Regions from separate parts of the Sus scrofa genome. Here region 2 is linked to region 1. A link is a contact called in public HiChIP or PLAC-seq data. All regions are on one chromosome and are shown on one strand. Each heading gives the region's core, a stretch centred on a gene start, on an enhancer-like site or on the middle of the called end of the contact. The rest is flanking DNA. Distances are from core to core; before and after follow the strand shown.

Region 1 (3,329 bases), core at 304-2,803:
CTATATATATACATGTTATATATTTTAATATTTTAAATATTCTCCTCTGGAGGTGTCTAGCTTAAAAACCTGAGAGCTGGAGTTCCCGTCGTGGCGCAGTGGTTAACGAATCCGACTAGGAACCATGAGGTTGAGGGTTCGATCCCTGCCCTTGCTCAGCGGGTTAACGATCCGGCGTTGCCGTGAGCTGTGGTGTAGGTTGCAGATGCGGCTTGGATCCCGCGTTGCTGTGGCTCTGGCGTAGGCCGGCAAGTACAGCTCCGATTCAACCCCTAGCCTGGGAACCTCCATATGCCGTGGGAGCGGCCCAAGAAATAGCAACAATAACAACAACAACAACAACAACAACAACAACAACAAAAGACAAAAGACAAAAAAACAAACAAACAAAAAACCTGAGAGCTGGAGCAGGCGAGGCAGGGCATGTGTGTGGCAGTGGACTTATTGCATAACACTTGGGTCTAAGAAATGTCACATTCCTGGAGTTCCCCTTGTGGCTCAGCGGAAACAATCTGACTAGTATCCATGAGGACGCAGGTTCCATCCCTGGCCTTGCTCTGTGGGTTAAGGGTCTGGCATTGCTCTGAGCTGTGGGGTAGGTCACAGAAGCATTTCGGGTCCCATGTTGCTGTGGCTCTGGCTTAGGCTAGCGACTATAGCTCCAACTGGACCCCTAGCCTGGGAACCTCCATATGCCATGGGTGTGGCCCTAAAAAGACAAAAGACAAAAAAAAAAAAAAAAGAAAAAAGAAAAAGAAATGTCACATTCCTTTATTTGTTCAATATCAAATCAAATCTGGTTGTGAGCTTTGTCTTCCTAATCTCAGGTTTCGGGGGAATTCCTTCTGTTTCCTGAGGGTCAAAAGGGAGTGTTTCCAGAAGTAAGGACATTAAGGTGTAGACATTTGGACCACAGCTGAAGTCCTCCTTGTCCAAGCCCTGCAGGTGGGCAGCTGTGTGGCCCCTCCAGGCTGAGCCGAGGTGGAAGAGCCCTTGAGAGCCTGCTCTTCCTCCCTTCAAACCTGCTACCCAGCCTTCAAGTCCTTTGTGGAACCTCAGCGTTTCTACTCAGCGGGAGACCCTGGGCTGCTACTCCTCTTGAAAACCAGCCTCTTCTAAATCTGTCCCCTCCAATCACCCCTGTCTAGACCTGGTTTTAGAGATTTGCTCTACGGCATCTTCAAGGTCAGGCTGTTAAAACAAAGTCATCTTGCAAATATATTCTCCCATTTAGTAGGTTGCCTTTTTGTTTTGTTAAAGGTTTCCTTCATTGTATTTCACTGTGCTGTACACCTGCAATGAATACAATATTATGTCAACTATAATTCAATTTTTAAAAAGACATCTTATTTCTTGTCAACAACAAAAGCTTCCAAGATGAAATTACTTGGATAAAAATGTAAGGATGAGGAGTTCCTGGTGTGACTCAGTGGGTTAAGAACCTGACGTAGTGTCCACGAGGATGCAGGTTTGATCCCTGGCCTCACTCAGTGGGTTAAGGATCTTGTGATGCCTCAGGCTGAGGCGTGGGTGACAGATGTGGTTCAGATTCAGTGTTGCTGTGGCTGTGACGTAGGCTGGCAACTGCAGCTCCTGTTTGACCCCAGCCAGGAAACGTCCATATACCAAAGATGTGGCAATTAAAAGAAAAAAAGAAAAGAATCAAGGAAGAGAGAAAAAAAGTCTCACTCTCTCCTGAATCTTAAGCTATAGGAAGAATAAGATAGAATTTGATATCTCTATAAACTATTTTGTTATGTATTTGACTAAAGCCCATTGCCTCGCTACAGCTTCTCTTTCAAGCCAAACTTTAAAATGTAGGCAGAAAGGCCTGTTGCAAATAATTCAATGGGCGGTTAAGCATCATCAGCTGGACTTGTGCCCAGTGTACCGGTGAAAGGGTTTTTTGGAACCGTGCTTTCTGGGGACAATGGAAACTTCCAGGGGATTAGATTGGGATCATTATCTAAATTCTCACTGGGAAGATATGCTTCTATGGAAAGTGTCTTAAAACCACCAAGGAAGATTAGATTCTGGTCTTATCTTTGTTTTGTAAGTCTACATTTTAGGCAACAGTACATGTGTGTCTACTCTGTGCAAAAAAATAACAAAGCAGTCCTTGAGTAGACCACTGTCTTTTTGGATTAAAGGAACAGGTTTATTTAATGGACTCATTTTGTGATTCAGAAAAAAGATTTTAAGTTTTAGAGTCAAAAATTCACCCATATTACTTAATGCTCAGAAATTACTATGAATTAAAAAAAGCAAACTGGAAATTATCTCAGAATATATAATTGTACCAGTTTCAATTTCAAGCATTAATAAACTGAACCAATATAGTACCATCAAAATTCAGGTTCTTACATTTTTTTTTCTTTAACAAAGTAAGCATATTTGTAATTAGAACCTGAACATTTGCAAATGTATTAATTCTGAGAATCAGGACCTAACTTGAATATCACTGAGAATTTGGGTGAATGAAGCTATGCTCTGGTATGTTTCTTTTAAAAAAGTTGTTTTTTTTTTTCCGGGTATGGAAAATTTTCTTAACAGAACACACCGTTCTTTCTAACCAATATATTCCCAGCATTTAAGCACCACCATTAGTATAGGCCAGACAGTTAATGAATATTTGTTGAATGGATGAATAAAGAGAAATGAATAAACCTGAATTAAAAAGTCACATTTCTAAAAAAAAAAAGAAATTCTTAGTTTTTCTTTTCTTTCCTTTAAATAAATTAAGATGTAATTGAGGTATAACATTGTGTTAAGTTTAAGATGTACGAAGGTATTGATTTGATACACTTAACATATTGCAATATGATAACCATTGTAGTGTTAACTACTGCTTCTATCACATCACATAGTTATTATTTCTTTTTTGTGGTGAGAATGTTTGAGATCTTGTCTCTTGAAAACTCTGAGATCTACGATACAGTACTGTTGACCATAATCATTGTGATGCATCAGATCTCCAGGACTTCTTCACCTCACAACTGGAAGTTTGTACCCATTGACCAACATTTCACTGGTTCCCTCATTTCCCCCAGCCCCTGGTAACCATCATTCTACTCTCTGTTTCTCGGAATTTGACTTTCTTAGGGTTCACATATAAATGAGATTATATGATATCTGTCATCTTCTGTCTGATTTATCTCACTTAGCATAATGCACACTGGCACAAGTCCATGTTGTCACAAATGGCAGGATTTCCTTCTTTCTCAAGGCTGCACAGGATGGCTCCCCCAACCCTCAACACAGAATTATCCAGACCAAATGTCAACGGTTCTGCTGTTGACATCTCTTGGTGTTTACCAGTCCAGACAGGA
Region 2 (3,754 bases), core at 918-3,417, 290 kb after region 1:
AATTGATCCTGAGATATTCAAATCACACAAAGTTTTAAGAGTTAACGACACAATCATGATGCTAACAAATAGGAAAAATCTTACTCTCAAAACAATAAATATTTCAGAGCTGTGTAACTCGATTACTACACTGATATACATACTTTATAATCGGTGTATTTCCCCTTAATGCTAACATTTAGAAGTGAAACTTAGCTTCAGGCCAAATCTTGGTTTCACAGATGAGGAGACTACAACCTAAGCAGAGCAACTGGCTTGAGGATGAAACCCAGCCAGGCTTGAAATGTCTTCTCTTTTGCTAGCTTGGGGCTGATGGATATCTGGTTTTGTGAGTTGAGCCATTATTTATTCTCACTTTGGACAAAGAAAGGGCTTTGCTCTTCCCACACCTTGATTGCTCTCTGCTGAATTGAGCCTTGACAACCTTCATGACTCTAGAACTCTGGAAAGTAGCCATCTGATAAACACATTCCCTCTTTCAGGGGGCACAGAAAACAGCCTCTGTTTGGTCCTCACACAGGTGAACACACAAATGTTGCACTTCTTATGAGTGCAGTTAGGTTGCTTTTTCCAGTTACCTTGATCTAGATTTACAGTGGAGAAAAAAAACACCGCCTTCCTGTTTCACTCATAGAATTATAAACACACTCAAGATTCACCAGGGAGCCAGCCTTAACCAGCTGATGTCTTGCCTAAAGGCTAGTAAAGGAGTGTCACCTAAGTACCACAGGACCTAGGTCTCTGTAGTGACTTCTGCACCAGAAAGCACTCAGGTAAACGTTTGTGCAAGGGCGGCTTCTATCTAAAGGATCCCCACAGTCCCAGCAGTGGTCTCAGATAGGATCTTTGCTATGCTACACCATCCAACTTCCTAAAGGCCTGCAACAACGTTCATCTTTATTTGTTAATCTGTCCAGTCTCAACACAGCATACAATCCGTGTCACCAGCTTAGGAAAACAACAAAAGAAAATCAGGCACTATTCTGAATCAGAGAACTTGAATCTTCCTACCTGAGAATCACTCATCCTTGGAAGGCTTTTAAGATGTTAAGTGCTTTCTGCAAGGCCACGCCCATGTTGGACACTAGTTAGAAAACAGCCCCAGGAGGGCCGGCAGTTTGTATGACTGCAGTTTTCCAACAAAGCCTCTTTGCTCCTCACCCTCAAGATGCCGAGGCCAGGGTCGCAGCGCTCGCCCACTCCCAGTACGGGTGATCTTACCGCACCCCTCCCACAGGCCACCGGCTCACTGTGGCGCCCGGCCAGGCGGTGCCAGCAGGTCAGCGCTGCCAGCGCCACGCCTCTGAGCGCTGTTCTGGGGCCTGAAGGCGAGGATGCCCCGACGCTCCCCAGGGAGTTGTGCCAACCCACAGGGTTCTGCGCACCCAGCGAGAGAAGGTGGAGGGCTTGGGGGTGGGGGAGATGCCCCCGGAGCGGAATAGAGGCTGAAGCGGGAAGCCTGGTCCAGACTCTCTAAAGGGTTTCTGATGGAAACCGCGTCCCCGCGGAGACGAAGGAGGGGGACCCGCGCGCCATCTAGGAACAAAAGATGCTGCAGGGTGCTCAAGGGCGAGTGGGTGCGACCACCACGGGGCGAGTGTGAGAGAGTGGACGGTGGCAGGAGGAGGAAGGAGCAGGAGGAGTGGTGGGGGAAGGAAAACAGAAAGTTAGGGGGGCTGCCTGGATAGTCAAAGACATGAAGCTGGAGGTTAGAGGGGGTGAGCGCACTGAAGGGCAGGAAGCAGTGCGGAGCCACCGCGTGGGGCAGGGGAAAGCAGCAGAGAGCGGGGCAAGCTACGAGGCAGATGGTCCCCAGGGTCCTGGGACGAAAGGGAGGCGCCCTCCCCGCCGCTCGCCCGCGTGGTGGGCGTGGGATGTGGAAGGGGCTAAGGGGATCGAGGGTAGGCATTGAGCCTGCCTAGCCCCTGAGCCCAACACGCCGAGGGGGTGCCTTAGGGACACAGTCACACGTGCCACGCTGTCGTGCCGCGTGGCGGCGAACCTCACCTACTTCCTTCATGTACTCGTCAAAGCCTTTGCTCTCCACTAAGCGCCATCTTCCGACCAGCTGCTGGATGGAGGCCATGGCGGGCGCGGACGGGCGTGCGGAGCGAATAAGCGGACTGGTGCCTAGAGCCTGGCGTGCGGGTGCCGGGAGCCTGGCGTGCAGCCGCTGGGCCACTGCGGCTGCTTTATAAAGGCGGCGCGCGCGCTGGGAGGCTCCCTGCGGCCAATGAGAGGCTCGCCTCACCCGCCCGTCCCGCCTCCCCGCCTCCCCTCCCCGCCCCCCAAGCCCCCGGGCCTAACTCCCGGGGGGTCCGTACGTGCGAACCAGCTCCACCTGCCACCTCTGCGAGGGTTCCCCTGGCGCCTCCTGCAAGCGGGGACTCGCCCGGCGTGCCCCACGCCGCCCCGGACGCCAGGCCCTGCCCGTTCTCGTGCCTCTGCAAGTCCAGTAAACCGGGGGGGGCGCTACCGGCGGACACGACATGTCTTTCCTGGGCCAGAGGATCCACCAGCCGCCGCCTCTCTTCCATTCAAAACACCCCCAAACGAATAGATTAGCATTCGCTGGGCTCCGAGGGTAGGGATTGGTTTGAGTGACTGATGGATTGGTAGACTTCTTTTCGTCCCTAATCACTGCTCATAGTCAGGGGACAAACCTGTCTCTTAGCCCCTGGGGAGAGAACTTTTTCTTCCCACGCTCAGGGCACTCCCAGCCTAACTGGGGTCTCTGGATGGGAATATACCTGAGTTAAGTTAGATCATTTTATCAGAAGGTGCCGGGTAGCTGGAAAAGTCCCAGGAAGTTCGGTTTCCAAACTGAGACTGTAGAAGCTATCAGCTTAAGTGACTGCCCTTGCTATTAAGTGTTCCCGTTCAAGAAAGTATTATTATTTGTATTTTCCGCTGAGTGAGCCCTTCAAGCTTTCCTCTCTGACTCCCAAGTCTTAAGACTCCAATGCATTCCCTCTTCACCTTTAATCCTAAGAATATCCTATACTGGGTATAGAATGTTATGCTTTTCAAAGTGTGCGTGTCACAGTATCTTACTTTGTGCTCCCAGGTGCCTGTGGGAGTGAGTTGGTGTGAGGTGAGGAAGTTGCCACACACAGAGGGTAGCCACCTTGGTGGAGGTAAGGTCTATTTGTTGAGTAGCCACTTATGCTGAATGCTGTACTTCCTGGCCACCTTATACCCATTAACTCTGCTCTCCACTCCGTTTTGTGCTACAGAGGGTTACTCCAATTTTCTGAAAGGGAAATCAGGCAGGGAAAGTTTGCAGAGTGGCAGAACCAGAATGCCTGCCCAAGTCCTTCTCATTCAAGAGCTTATGAAATAGGACCACACCTGACTGCCCCTAGCTCCCTGTCCTCCTTATGGGATTAAGAATAGGAGCTACAGCCCTGAATTATACCAAGACACTAGTTCTTGTACCTTCCTTGAACTGAAAGCTGAGGTTGGTTTGTCATCTTCCAGCATGCCTCAGGACATTTACTCCCCAGCGCCATAGCCCTTTCAAGTTCCTGCCCTAATTTTGTGGTCACCTCCATCTTCCGTGTGGTATGATTTTAATACTGAATGACTCAGGCCACGTAGTTGTGCCACTCAGGGCCTGCATGTTCCACACCTCTACTGCTTAGAAGAACTTCATGTTCTGAGGGCGGCTGAGCACATCATTTGCTCAAAGAAGTAAGTTCTGGCTTCCAGACCCTAAGCACAGCCAGCTCCTCCTGCCTCCTGGAGAAGCAGC

Evidence for each region. HiChIP or PLAC-seq counts read pairs in DNA pulled down with a chosen protein or histone mark.
Region 2: an H3K27ac HiChIP or PLAC-seq map of alveolar macrophages shows a contact between it and region 1. The contact joins the promoter of FABP5 here to the enhancer-like site in region 1. A contact is called at or near these places in 5 of 47 Hi-C or Micro-C datasets (embryonic fibroblasts, heart right ventricle, mesenteric adipose tissue and 1 more) and 2 of 2 datasets of contacts at active chromatin or transcription factors (alveolar macrophages and skeletal muscle).

Annotation. Positions count from the first base shown.
Region 1 is chr4:54,993,393-54,996,721 of Sscrofa11.1, forward strand. No RefSeq gene overlaps it. Among named protein-coding and RNA genes, the nearest start is that of IMPA1, 51 kb to the left of the region's middle. Within about 2 kb of position 1,554, at least 4 of the 83 cell types and tissues checked have an H3K27ac peak or open chromatin away from gene starts, as enhancers often do. A contact at or near this core is called in alveolar macrophages, where this site is marked.
Region 2 is chr4:55,280,418-55,284,171 of Sscrofa11.1, forward strand. It overlaps FABP5 (fatty acid binding protein 5), which reads right to left and starts at 2,168. Exons shown (of 4, transcript NM_001039746.2): 1 at 2,008-2,168. The coding sequence starts at 2,086.